Linked DNA regions of Gossypium hirsutum: region 2 is linked to region 1. A link is a contact called in public Hi-C data. All regions are on one chromosome and are shown on one strand. Each heading gives the region's core, a stretch centred on a gene start, on an enhancer-like site or on the middle of the called end of the contact. The rest is flanking DNA. Distances are from core to core; before and after follow the strand shown. Region 1 holds the start of LOC107903826 (selenoprotein F). Region 2 has its middle 31 kb from the start of LOC121217066.

Region 1 (6,478 bases), core at 3,172-5,671:
AAATTTTGGCATGTAATTGGTGTTTTGAATGTGCTTTTGAACCAAGAAAATGAGCTAGAGATAGCATGTCTTGTTGTGAAAGGAAATGTGCATGAATTGGCTTGAATTAGGGGTTAAAATAGAGCATACAGCCTGAGATACAGGCTGTCGCACAGCCGTGTGCTAGACACGGTCACCTCACATGGTCGTGTGACCCAAAACAATTTGTTACACGGTTTGGCATACGACCCCCGACACAGTTGTGTGACCCAAATTCGAAGACACACAAGGTCTAGCATACGGCCTGCGACACGGTCGTGTGACCCTATTTCGAATACTCACACGAGCGGACACACGGGCTGGGACATGACCATGTGTCCTGACTTTGAATGTTCACATGGTCTGGGCTATGTCTCACGTCCTGGCCTCACGGCTATGTGACCCATGTTTATCAAAATTTTAAGTTTTTCTAAAATTTTTTGATTTGTTTCTATTTAATCCTCGATTGTTCTCAAATTATTTTTAGGGCCCCGTAAGCACGATTTAAGGCCCATAAGTGTATTTATATCATGAATTGATTTATTTATTAAATGTTTTTAATTTATTTGGTTAACTATTTTGAATAGAAGTTAAATGTTTTGTTTAGCTCGGTAACACTCCGTAACCTTAATCTGGAAACAGAGACGGGATGGGGGTGTTACACGATAAATTAGTGTATCGAAGATATATGTGACACATGTTTAGCCTGGATTGGTAACCTGATGTCATTTTAAAGGTTTAGCTTGGACTGGTAACTTGACACGAATATATAAATTTAGCTTGGACAAGCAATTTTTTTATTAGAGATACCCATGTATGATATGAGTTTGATGTTCAAATGGATAAATGTTGAATTGAGCATGATCATGGTATTGAAATGTTGATTTTAAAATTAACTGGATTAATTTATGATTGAGATATCATATGGTTTGATTATATGTTAGACTCACATTGTTGATATTATGTTTTGCCATGTCTAGCTAATTATGACAAGTTGTGGTAGCATATTGTATTTGATTGTATAATAAGGTAAGTTTTTGTTTAATAACCTATGAACTTACTAAGCATCGTATATGCTTACCCCGTTTGTTTTCCCTTTTCCTTGTAGATTATCACATTGTGGAATGTGTCAAGTCAGATCGTTCAAAGATCACACTAGTGTTGAATTGTCGATATGCCCTGTGGCACAACGGAAAAATTATTCTGGCGATTGTCAACCACGGATCCATGTACAAGGAATGAATTGATCTGAAATAGGATTGAAGATATACCTTTTAAAACTGAAAACAGCAAATAACGTTGTTGGTTAAAATCCTTTGCACGATGTTAATCCTAGCTACAACAAAGTGTCTCGGCCTCTATGTAGTCCACCCAATCAATCATGAACAGAAAATTCTTTTGAATTTTTTAGAGAGTATCCAAACTTTTGGCTACTAGACCTAGTTTGATTTTCTTAACCACATCTACATGATCCGAGATTGTATTCCTTTTTTTAATAATATCATGTATATTAAAAATGAATAATTCACTTTTACTTTTTTTCAGAGAAAATCGTGGAAGACATTAAAATTATATTCTTTCCAAAAGAATACTAATGTCCATAAATATTAACTTTGGAAAGAAGTTGCGAATCGTATCCATCAGGTAACACTGTCCACCAGACGATACTGTTCTCCAGGCGATGTTGTCCTATGGGCAATACTGTTTGCCAGACAAAACTATCCGCCACTTGATACTCATCTGCCAATGATAAAAATTCGCCATAATTGTATGTAGGAAGGTATATGCCCATTATATTGGCGTGAAGTTTGTTCACTTTAACTATAGGGTATGACCTTGTAGGTTCTTGTAACGTTGATATTAAGACTAGAACATTTCTAATGTTATAAGCAATTAATGACATCTAGCAATGCATCATTGCTACTGAAGTTACAAGAAGTCGTGATTCGACATAACTTTTCTGTGATAAACTTTTTCATGTATCATATCCTTTTATCATTTATATCTAGATTGAATACAAGTAATAATATAGTCACACTTGTGTAGTCCAGTCTCATATTTCTTGATATTCTGAGTAGACTAAAAAAATTTAAGTGTTATATCTTATATAAACTTATTTGAGTATGGCCATGCATTTCTAGTCTCACACCATCAAGAGACCCAATATACCATTATGTAGGAGGGATAAATCCTATCTTGATCAACCATATCTTGCTACATGGATTGTGGTATATCCAACATCAATCTTTATAATACAACCTGTTATGGTAGACATTTGACTATATCAAAATATACAACTCACAATGTTGGGACAATAATGATCTCAAGCCTGAGGATCATATACATAGTTATCACTATGAGTAATGTTTGTAACTATTACATAATAATCCAAGAAACATACTCATGGTGGGTTAGTCCAGTATGTTGTTCTCTAACACATAATCATGTATTGATTTTGACATCCCTATGTCAATGATAACACTTTGTCATCAATCAACTACATATTAGTCTCAATGCATTATTATTGTCCAAGCCCATAATAATACTTGACTAAGGACCTTTTAAGAATCATATTATTCTTAGGACTTTATTATTAATCAATTTATTTATATACACAAAAAAAACTGAAATAACAATGACATTGCCTTATAGTAACAAACAGGTAAAATAAGTATGTAATTACAACTATTTCATGATTGGTCTTTGGGTATACTCTAGCAACTATCCAGTCACCGAATTGGTAGATGTTTAATCATTTTGAACTTAAGTTTGTGGCATTTATATAGGTTTCTTGGTACATACCTTATGGTATAAAACTCTTGATGAATTGAATGTGGAAATAGATTTGGTTTATGATGTTCTGAATCATGTGCACGACAAATGAAGTGGTTAATACTTAATTTAACAAAATTGGATGCTTTGGTAAGTTAGAACATGAACTTATTAGTTGGTATGTGAATTTAGAAATGCTTGATGTGGAAATGGTATACCTTGTTGTTATGCTTGAGATATAAACTAGTGAATGGTCCATTTGGTTCATGATTTATGTCTTAAACATGCCTATAATGAATTGTGTATGTAATGGGAGTAAAATGGTATGTTTTGATAAATTTGATATAGGTAATGTTAAGCAATTGAATGAATTTGGTTAGTATGCTCAAATGGTAATGAAATTGTTTAAGCTTAATTGGTGAAAGTGAATTGAATATCTTGTAAAAAAAGTTGAATTGAATGTTTAAACTTGAATGGTATGGTTTTGGGTATGTTTTGTACCAATTGGGTTTGATATTTGCTGCATAAAATGTTAAGTATGGTTGGAAGTATTGAAATCGGTACCAAATGGTTTATTTATACCAAAAACAGAGTCATCGTCTCGACGACCATTCTTCTTCGTTGGAACGTCAATTGATAGTAAGTGGCGTTGCGACGTTGAATGACCTGACTCTGTGACGTGACAAACTGTTTGGGGACGCCACAACATGGAAGTGATAATGTCACGATGTCAGCCTTGAAGTTTTAAAACTTTGCAATTTGGTCCTATTTTGAGCTCGGGTTGACAAAAGAGCTTTTATAAGTTTGATTAAAACTAAATTTGGTTGTTTTATACGAAATAAGTATGATTGACATTGAAGTGCATATGCGTATGAAAATTTTTACTGCAAAATGATTGTAGTTACTCCGACAACGAATGTTGCATCCTGTAAGTCGAACCTAACAATCGGGTTAGGCGAGGGGTGTTACACTCATCTTTTTCGACCTTAAGTTATATTTTTTACCTAACCTGAACATGAGAGTCGTTAATGTTGAAAAAAGAGAAAAGTTGAATTTGCGTAAACCTTCTTCATGAATTTTTCCCCTTAAATTATTTTATTTATAAAATTATTATTTAATAAATAAATTTCATGTTAGAAAATGAGAAAAAATATTCATTTATTTATAATTATTTATAATTTTGTATGTATTTATATAAATCTTATGTATTTTTATCGAATAATAAACTTTTAAATAATTTTTTTGTATTTAATTCTTTTAGTATTTAAGAATCAAGGCTAATTTGATCAAATGTGTAAAGTTGAGAGCTAAATTTATTAATTTTTTAAGATTTAGGACTGAATTAATAGAATCTGTAAATATTGGAAGGTTAAATTTATTATTATGTAAATATAAAAAAGGTCATCATTAGTGATTTAAAGAAAGAGTGACCGAAAATATTAAATTTTGATAATATTAACTATTAAAATAAAAATATTTAACCTAAATGAACTAATAGCTGGATAATCACTTTTGAAGTTCATCTCGTAAAAAATTGATTGGGTAAGAAACTTGTCTGACCCAAACGACATCGTTAAGTAAGTCCATTAGTTGTATTTACATTGTTAAAGTAGCAAACGACATCGTTTCTATTTCGCTATCAACACTCGCGTTCCGGATTCCCTTTTTAAGAGGTTAGAACTCAGCAGTACTCTTTCCTGTTTGGAAGCGAAGGAAGCGACTTTCAACTTCGAAGAGGAAGACTTGTTAAATGAAAGAAGCTGTGAAAGTGAGATAGAGATGTTGAGGTTCACATTATATTATTGGGTGTTAATATTTATTTTAATTCCATCTGCTTCCTTCGTTATTGTATCATCATCGAAAGAACAGCTAAGTTCAAAGCAATGTGAGGATCTGGGTTTCACGGGTTTAGCCCTTTGTTCTGATTGCAACACTTTTTCTGAGTATGTCAAGGACAAAGGTACTGAATCAATACCCTCTTCAAAAAATAATTGGAAAACAAACTTGAAATTTCCTTTTTATGCTGCTATAGCGGTTTGCTTGATTAAATTTTGGAAATTTAAGGTGAATTCTTTGGATTAATTTTGGTTTTGTCAGACTGGGTTTACTTTCTTTTTTTTTTAATTTCTGGGTTTTGATGTTAGGGTATCAGAGGGCTTTGTCTAATCTTTAATTGGGGGGTTATTTATCGATTTTGATGCGTTTTCCAGTTGCCACTAATGCATCTCTTTGTAATATGGTCAAACTTCAAATAATCATGATAATTTTCTATATAAGCATCTTTGTAGTTGGCAGCAACAGTTTAAGTGGTTAAATGACTTAGAATTTCTGATTTAAGGTCAGTTCCATCTTAGCTTGATTGGCACATTGTTGCAAATACAGTAATACGTGGGTTCGAATGCATTGGAGCACATTATCCCCTAATTTATGCTATTTATGGGTTGAGAGAGCACTGGGTAGTTTTAGGCATTGTGTTAAAAAGATTTGATATGATCCGAACCTATAAAGAGATTATTAAAAAAAAGGGGCCAGTTGCTTTCTCAAATTTCTCAAGCTATGGCTCCATTCTATTGAAAATTTCAAAATTTCTAAAGTGATTATCATTTCAATACCACATCTGCAATGTCCATTAGGAAGCATTGTTTTTTCTTTTATAAGGAAAATCCTAGTTAATTTTTAAGTATTAGAGTTTTATTGTTATTCAAATTGCCCTGTCTTCCTTTTGCGTAATCAAATTCCTTAGGCTCCATTCGTGTTTAATTTCCCTGCCTCCTTAAATTCCTTAGGCTCCATTTGGATTTTAACTTAAGCTCCAGTTAGCTGCTGTGAGCTGTATCTAGCACCAAAAAGCTGAATGGTTACCTATTTGATTGTCATCTTCCTGTGCAGTTGGGAACATTTTAACTGTACTGATTATGTAGAAATAGAACTATTTTGTGCCTTCAGTACAAAATGAAACTGCCTTGTGATTCTTCTGCTTGATGATGCTATTTCAAGTATGCTGAACCATCATTGTGTGCCAAGTGTAATGCATTTGATTAACAAAAAATGAGTGACACTGGAGATTTAAACAACACAGCTGCTCTGGTGTGTTTATCTTTAATATTAGACTCAACAATAAAGACCAAATAACTGATATGTGCATTACATGCATCAATCTGACTGTAACTATGTCTATGTGTTTTGATGGCAGAGTTGATATCTGACTGCTTGAAATGTTGCACAGAAGACTCAGATGATTCTACAAGTAAGGTATGAAACATGCTTTGGATATGGGTTTCTTTGGCATGGGAGAGGGGTTCAAAATTTTATGCTTTAGTAGATTTTTAACCACTCATGTAATTTTTCTAAATCTCTCTTACACTTTATCCTCTCTGTTTTTCTTTAAAAAAAATATTTTCCTGCTCTATATTGGTGCGTCATTTAATTCCCAGATTATATTGAGACTTGTGAAAAGGAGGATGTTGCGTTTTAGCAAAAGAGTTCATGGATTTTTACATTTTTATCGAATCTCTAGCATATATAATAGTACTGCAGGTACATCAGATACAATGACACTCTTTAATTGTATTAAATATTAAGGGTATTAAGTTTCTTCGTGGACTTTGCTTGTAAGAAACATATATCATGTCTTATCTTCTTTTGAAAATGCCTTTTACGAACAACTCTATTCTAAGATCATTTCTGA
Region 2 (5,945 bases), core at 825-3,324, 110 kb before region 1:
ATATACACAAACTACCGCTAAATATTTTATGCCAAAAGTATGCAGAAAAATATTTCAAACATACCAAGATGAATATAGAAAACGAATAAACATGCAGACAGCTCCATGAGGTACTCCAGGGATTTTGATGTATCTCATGCCATTCTTGACTTTTGATAGCCTGAGAACATTAGCCAGCACAGGTGATGCAATACTCTACAAAGGAGAAGAAAGAAAATTTAGCTCAGAAATCAAAGTATGAAGAATTGATGATATTACAGTCTTATAGCTTCTATCTTTCCACAGCTATATGGTAAAATAAGTATTCTGCCATTTATAAGGACACAAATTCAAGCTTGAACATTACTTAAAATTTCCGTTTTTGAAGAATAGCAGTGCAAGACCATTGGCTGAATTTCTACTCAAATTTAAAAGCAAGCAACAACAATTCAAATCCTCTTAATAACTAGAAGAAGAAAACTTCCTTAACATTATGATATTAATCAAGCCACCTTTATTGTTTTAATTAAGAGATAGCAAGGATATATATATATGTATAATTAACTCACCAAAACATTAGAATGAGCTAGAACACATGATTTTTCATTGGTGAGAATACAAACATCTGCACCATACCCTTCCTTAAACAGGTTGTCCCATGCATCCTTTGTTTCCTTTGGGACAACAATATCATCAAGAGGCCTCTTGGAAAACTTAGTTCTTGTACAATTTTTACTAGGGAGAGGTGGCGGTTATGGAGCATTAGAGTTATCAGATGCAAAAGGCACAGGAGCTTCCAGCACAGGTAAAATATCGGCTGGATGTGCTTCCCCTACATTCAAAGATTTACAAAAGGGCTCACTAGGTGAGGATAGCCATGCAGAGTCAATAGCTGGTGAAGCCATCAAATAAAACTTCCCAGAATATCTGCGGTAAAGTTGCAAATAAAACGAAGAAATGAGAATAGAGCAATCAAAAGTCCAAAACATGTATTAATCGCAAAAGACGTATGCAAGACCAAATGCAGTAATATAACATGAACGCGGGAGATGAATATGTACTAAATTCATCCAATTCCAAATCCTAGTCGTGGAAGGAATTGTTTAACATAAATTAACAAATAAAGCAGAAAACCCAATAGAAACATTCTGATAAAGTATCAACTATGTTCTTGTTAAAGTCTAACTACCCTTACCTTACCTTACCTTACCCGTAGTCTAGGAATCTAAACAATCAACAAGGATATCTAAAAGACATGAAGGCAAAACCCATGGTAATATATCACACAAAAACTTTAATAGCTATGATAAGAATTGGATAAATCAGGAAATATAACTTTTTAGTGTTTTCTCTTATGATTAAAATCAAATAATAATAATGGGGGAATAATAAAATCCTTAACTGCCCATTTCCAATATGCTTAAAGTAAGAGTTTTTTTTTTAAGGGCATATAGAAGAAAGAGAAAATAATATGGTACATTAGCGATGATGCCATATATTACATGAACAAATTTCCTTTCGGAGGCCAAGAAAATTTGGTAAAAAGAAATAGACTCCAGCTTGACTTTTTTGTTCTTTAAAATTTTCTTTTTTCTGGACAGCAAATTAACGGTTCATACCTTTACAAAAATAAAAATAAAAACAAATCTTCTTCGACCCAAAGAAATAAAAAGAGCAGTCGAAATTTGCTCGATCTTCCTCCGAGTTTTTTATAGTCTGACCTACAAAGCTAAAGACCCTGAAAAAAAAAAGAAGAAATATTTATATAATAAAATCAATTATACGGAACACAAATATTTCTATTCCCTTCATCTCCAAATATATGAAAAAGAAATCTACGATGAAAAATGTTTTTGAAAACAACGCTAATTTATTGTTGCTTCACATAAAATTTATACACTGCAAAATGCACAATACAGTGAAAAAAATAACAATAGTGGAATCAAAAAGAAAAACATAACTCAGAATTGAACTGACCTTTGGATCATAAGGCTAAAGAAAATGAAAGAAGAAAAGCACTGGCACTATTGGAGCTTCAGAAACGACGCAGTTTCAGAGCAGACGGAAGCGGATAGAGAACGATAAAGAAAAGATGTGACTGAGACGGGGATGAGACTAGACGAGACGATAGAAGTCAGTTGATTTATTTATTGGTTTGATAATTTATATATTTTTTCGTTATGACTAATAGTGAATACTTAATTTGACTTCAAAGAATCGTGTATTAATAATCATATCTGTTAAAGATCTTACCCAGATCACGTCAGTAGTTCTATTTTAAAAAATAATTTATTTAATATCATTTTAAAAATTATATTTTTTAAATAATTTCTCTAATTTAATTAATTTACTTATATAATTAAAATCTTGACAGAAAATATACAGGTTTATTAAATTACGTTTTCAAAGGTTTTCTTTCTTTTATAATTTAAATCATTTTTAGCTATTCTTTTTAAATTTTAATAGCCATTTGTTTATTTTATACTTTTTTATATTTTTTAAGGTTTAATATAACATTTGGTACTTGAATCTGATCTGTTTTCCTAATTTGGTACCTAAACTTGACACTATTTCTTAAGTTGGTACTTAAACTTTTTGAGGGTCCAACTTGGTATTTCAACTTGACTCTTTTTTCTAATTTGATACCTAATCTTTTCTTTTTCGATTTGGTACTTGTGAAACATTATACAAATTACTCCAATATACTAACAATGTTATTTCTTTATAAAGTAGCAAAAGTAATCAATGTATCACTGACATGAGACAGATGATATGATATTTTTTTGTATTTTATATGTTCAATTACTTTAATTTTTATTTATTTAATTAAATATTTTATGAATTGAAAATAATGAATTTATTTTAATTTGAGGTTTTAAAAAAATTCTTATTTAATATTAATTCGTTACACATAATTCAATTCCTATTTTTTAACATGAATTTCCTCTAATACTGACAATATTTTTGTAGCATAACAAAAAAAAACATCGTTAGTGTTTTACGTAATTTGTATAACATTTAATAAATTTAGGTACCAAATTGAACCTAAAAAAAAGCTCAAGTACCAAATTAGGAAAAAATGTCAAGTTCAGGTACCAAATTGGGCTCAAAAAAAGTTTAAGTATCAAATTAAGAAAAAGTGTCAAGTTTAGGTATTGAATTGAGCAAAAAAAAAGTTTAGATACTAAATTAAGAAAAAATGTCAAATTCAAGTACCAAATATTATATTAAGCCAAAACCAAAGTTTGATAAAGCAATCAATGATATGGTTTCAATTTTCAATTTTTTTGCTTAGTCTTTTTTATTTCAATTTTGCTTATTTTGTTATTTGTTCGCTTTAGTTTTTTTTTTTAAATTGCTTATGCATTTTCATCAATTTCCAAAAAGTAAAAAACCTTATGAAATAAATAAAAGACTAATAGAATTTGAAAAGAATAGCTAAATATTATTTAAATTATAAAAGAAAGAAAACCTTTGAAAAGGTAATTTAATATACTGTTTGTTTATTATTTTCTTTTTTAAAAAATAATTATATAAATAATTTAATTAAATTAGAAAAGTTATTATATATGATTGAGTGTATAATATCCTTTGAATGTATTTAAAAATTGAGGATGTATTGGTGCTTAAAAATTATAGATTTAATATCATCCTAATATAATTTACTAGTTTTATTATCTCTTGCGTTGCTATGTATCAACCTTAATATTTTATATTTATTTGTTACAAAATTGTTACAAAATTTGTAAGGTTTAAGTAATACTATGATTATTTATCAAAAAAGAAAGAAATACTATGATTAGAAAATTTAAAAACAAATTAATACACATGTTGAATTTTTTAAATTATTTATATAAATTAATAATATAAAATTTTAATATTTAAAATAAACTTGAATTAATTACCATATTTATCAAAATATCGAAATTTTAGAATTTTTGAAAAGAATTTATTATGTCAATGTTCCATGTTTCAAAGTATTGTTATAGAATATATATATATATATAATACGTATAAAACAAAAATAATTCAATAAAAAGAACTTTTGGTAAAAATGAAATATTTTTAAAAAATTATATAAAAATTCTAAAAAATCATATATTCAATATTCATATAAATTCTAACAAATATACTTTAGAATATATAAAAATATACTTTCAAATTTTTAAAAATATATTTTAATAAATAAAAATATTAAGTTTTGAAAAAGAATATTTTTAAGAAGTCCAAAGATTAAATATATAAAGAAAAACTTCTAATATATATATATATATGACATTATGGTACTAATGTGACACTTTGTGCTATGTGTCAGCCACAACATAAATGATTAAGTAATTTATACTAGCAAAACATATTTTTAGCGGCGTTTTATTGGCCCTATAGCAGCGCTAAAATAATTTGCAGTGTTTTGATAAGCGCCGCAAAAAAGACTGCTATAGGTAATGATGCTAAATTTTGTGGCGTTTATGCGGGAAAACATCACTATAGAACATGACCTTTAGAGGCGCTTCTCATAAAATACCGCTAAAGAACAAAATTTTTAGCGGCGCTTTTCTCACAAACGCCGCTAAAGAACATGACCTTTAGTGGCGCTTTTCCCACAAACGCCTCTAAAGAACATGACCCTTAGAGGCATGACCTTTAGAGGCGCTTTTAGTGAAAGCGCTGCCAAAGGTCATGTTCTTTAGTAGTGTTTGTGGGAAAAGCGTCGCTAAAGGTCATGTTCTTTAGCGGCCTTTGTGGGAAAACACCACTAACTTTAACAGGTTTTACCAAACCATTTTAATTCATACAGAACCCGAATTTTCAACATAATATCCTGTCACATGAAATCCAACCAAAAACTTCAAATATAAATGATACTATCACGAAAGAAATATGTATATGATCTAAATTAATAAATGAAATAACAAAATATATTATATTCAAAAGTTATATTGTTAAGATATTCTCACAATAAGAAAACAAAAGTCTAAGATGGCGGATTCTGCGACTACTGAAACATCTTCATCATATTCTGAAGTTGTAACTGGAGTTCGTCATATTTTTTGCTTGCCTCTACTTCCCTCGCTACTGCCTCCGCTTTAAGTTGTAGCTAGAGTTCATCATATTTTCTTTGAGCCTCTGCTTCTCCCAATGCTTCCTCCGCTTTAAGTTGAGCAATTTGTTCAACTGTGCTCACTTGCATCTGAGTCATTTGGTCTCTTAACCTCTGAACTTCAGCTTGAGCCTGATTCGCCGAAGGCATGTATTGTTACGAGCTGGATCCAAAATATTGGGTTGGGTTAACAAAAGATCCTTGAAATTGAACCCAACCATACCTTTCAGGACCTAAAACTTCAGTAATAATTCGGTTATCAATTTTGTTCAGATTAATAGAACTATCGCTTAAAGCAATTGCTTCATACTCCGCCCTTTTTTCCTTTAATTTCTCCTAATAAATCAATTAAGGAGTTAGAAACGAAATATATAATCAAACAAATGCAACATAACTTGACATTATTTGCATTACAAACGACGAATTAAACCATTATAAATAAACATGATAAATATTTAAAATAAATCAAATTTTATTAAGTAAATATACCATAATTTCTACAACTTCAGTAGTCATAGGAGATCCATCTTTCTTTCTATGTGTAATGTCAAAAAGCTGAAGGCGCCCAACTTTTTGACCAGACGATAGTTCCTACAATATAGTAGGAAAAATATTATTTAGTAGAAAGTAATTAATATTTGGCACAATTAATAAATTCAAAATACCTCGTCATCAGCTACACAAGTAAAACTTTTTGACCTAGCTGTGTGCGTGAATTTTTGTTTTTGCCTACTTGTAGTTCCAACTCGTTCACGATCCTACATTATGAAATTATTAATACTTATATAGTAAATACTATAAGCCAAAATAATTATAAGAGTTTGGAAATACATAATACCTCCCCTTTCTTTGAATTCTAAAATCT

The links. Hi-C and Micro-C count contacts between places; a contact is called where the count stands out from the background.
Region 2: a contact with region 1 is called in a Hi-C map of leaf, with 1.8 times the contacts expected there. The contact joins the enhancer-like site here to the promoter of LOC107903826 in region 1. A contact is called at or near these places in 7 of 34 Hi-C or Micro-C datasets (callus, hypocotyl and leaf).

What each region holds. Positions count from the first base shown.
Region 1 is chrD05:51,721,480-51,727,957 of Gossypium_hirsutum_v2.1, reverse strand. LOC107903826 (selenoprotein F) reads left to right here and starts at 4,421. Exons shown (of 4, transcript XM_016829997.2): 1 at 4,421-4,750; 2 at 5,984-6,042. The coding sequence starts at 4,570.
Region 2 is chrD05:51,829,195-51,835,139 of Gossypium_hirsutum_v2.1, reverse strand. It overlaps the pseudogene LOC107903708. Among protein-coding and RNA genes, the nearest start is that of LOC121217066, 31 kb to the left of the region's middle. Within about 2 kb of position 2,074, at least 6 of the 9 cell types and tissues checked have an H3K27ac peak or open chromatin away from gene starts, as enhancers often do. A contact at or near this core is called in hypocotyl and leaf, where this site is marked.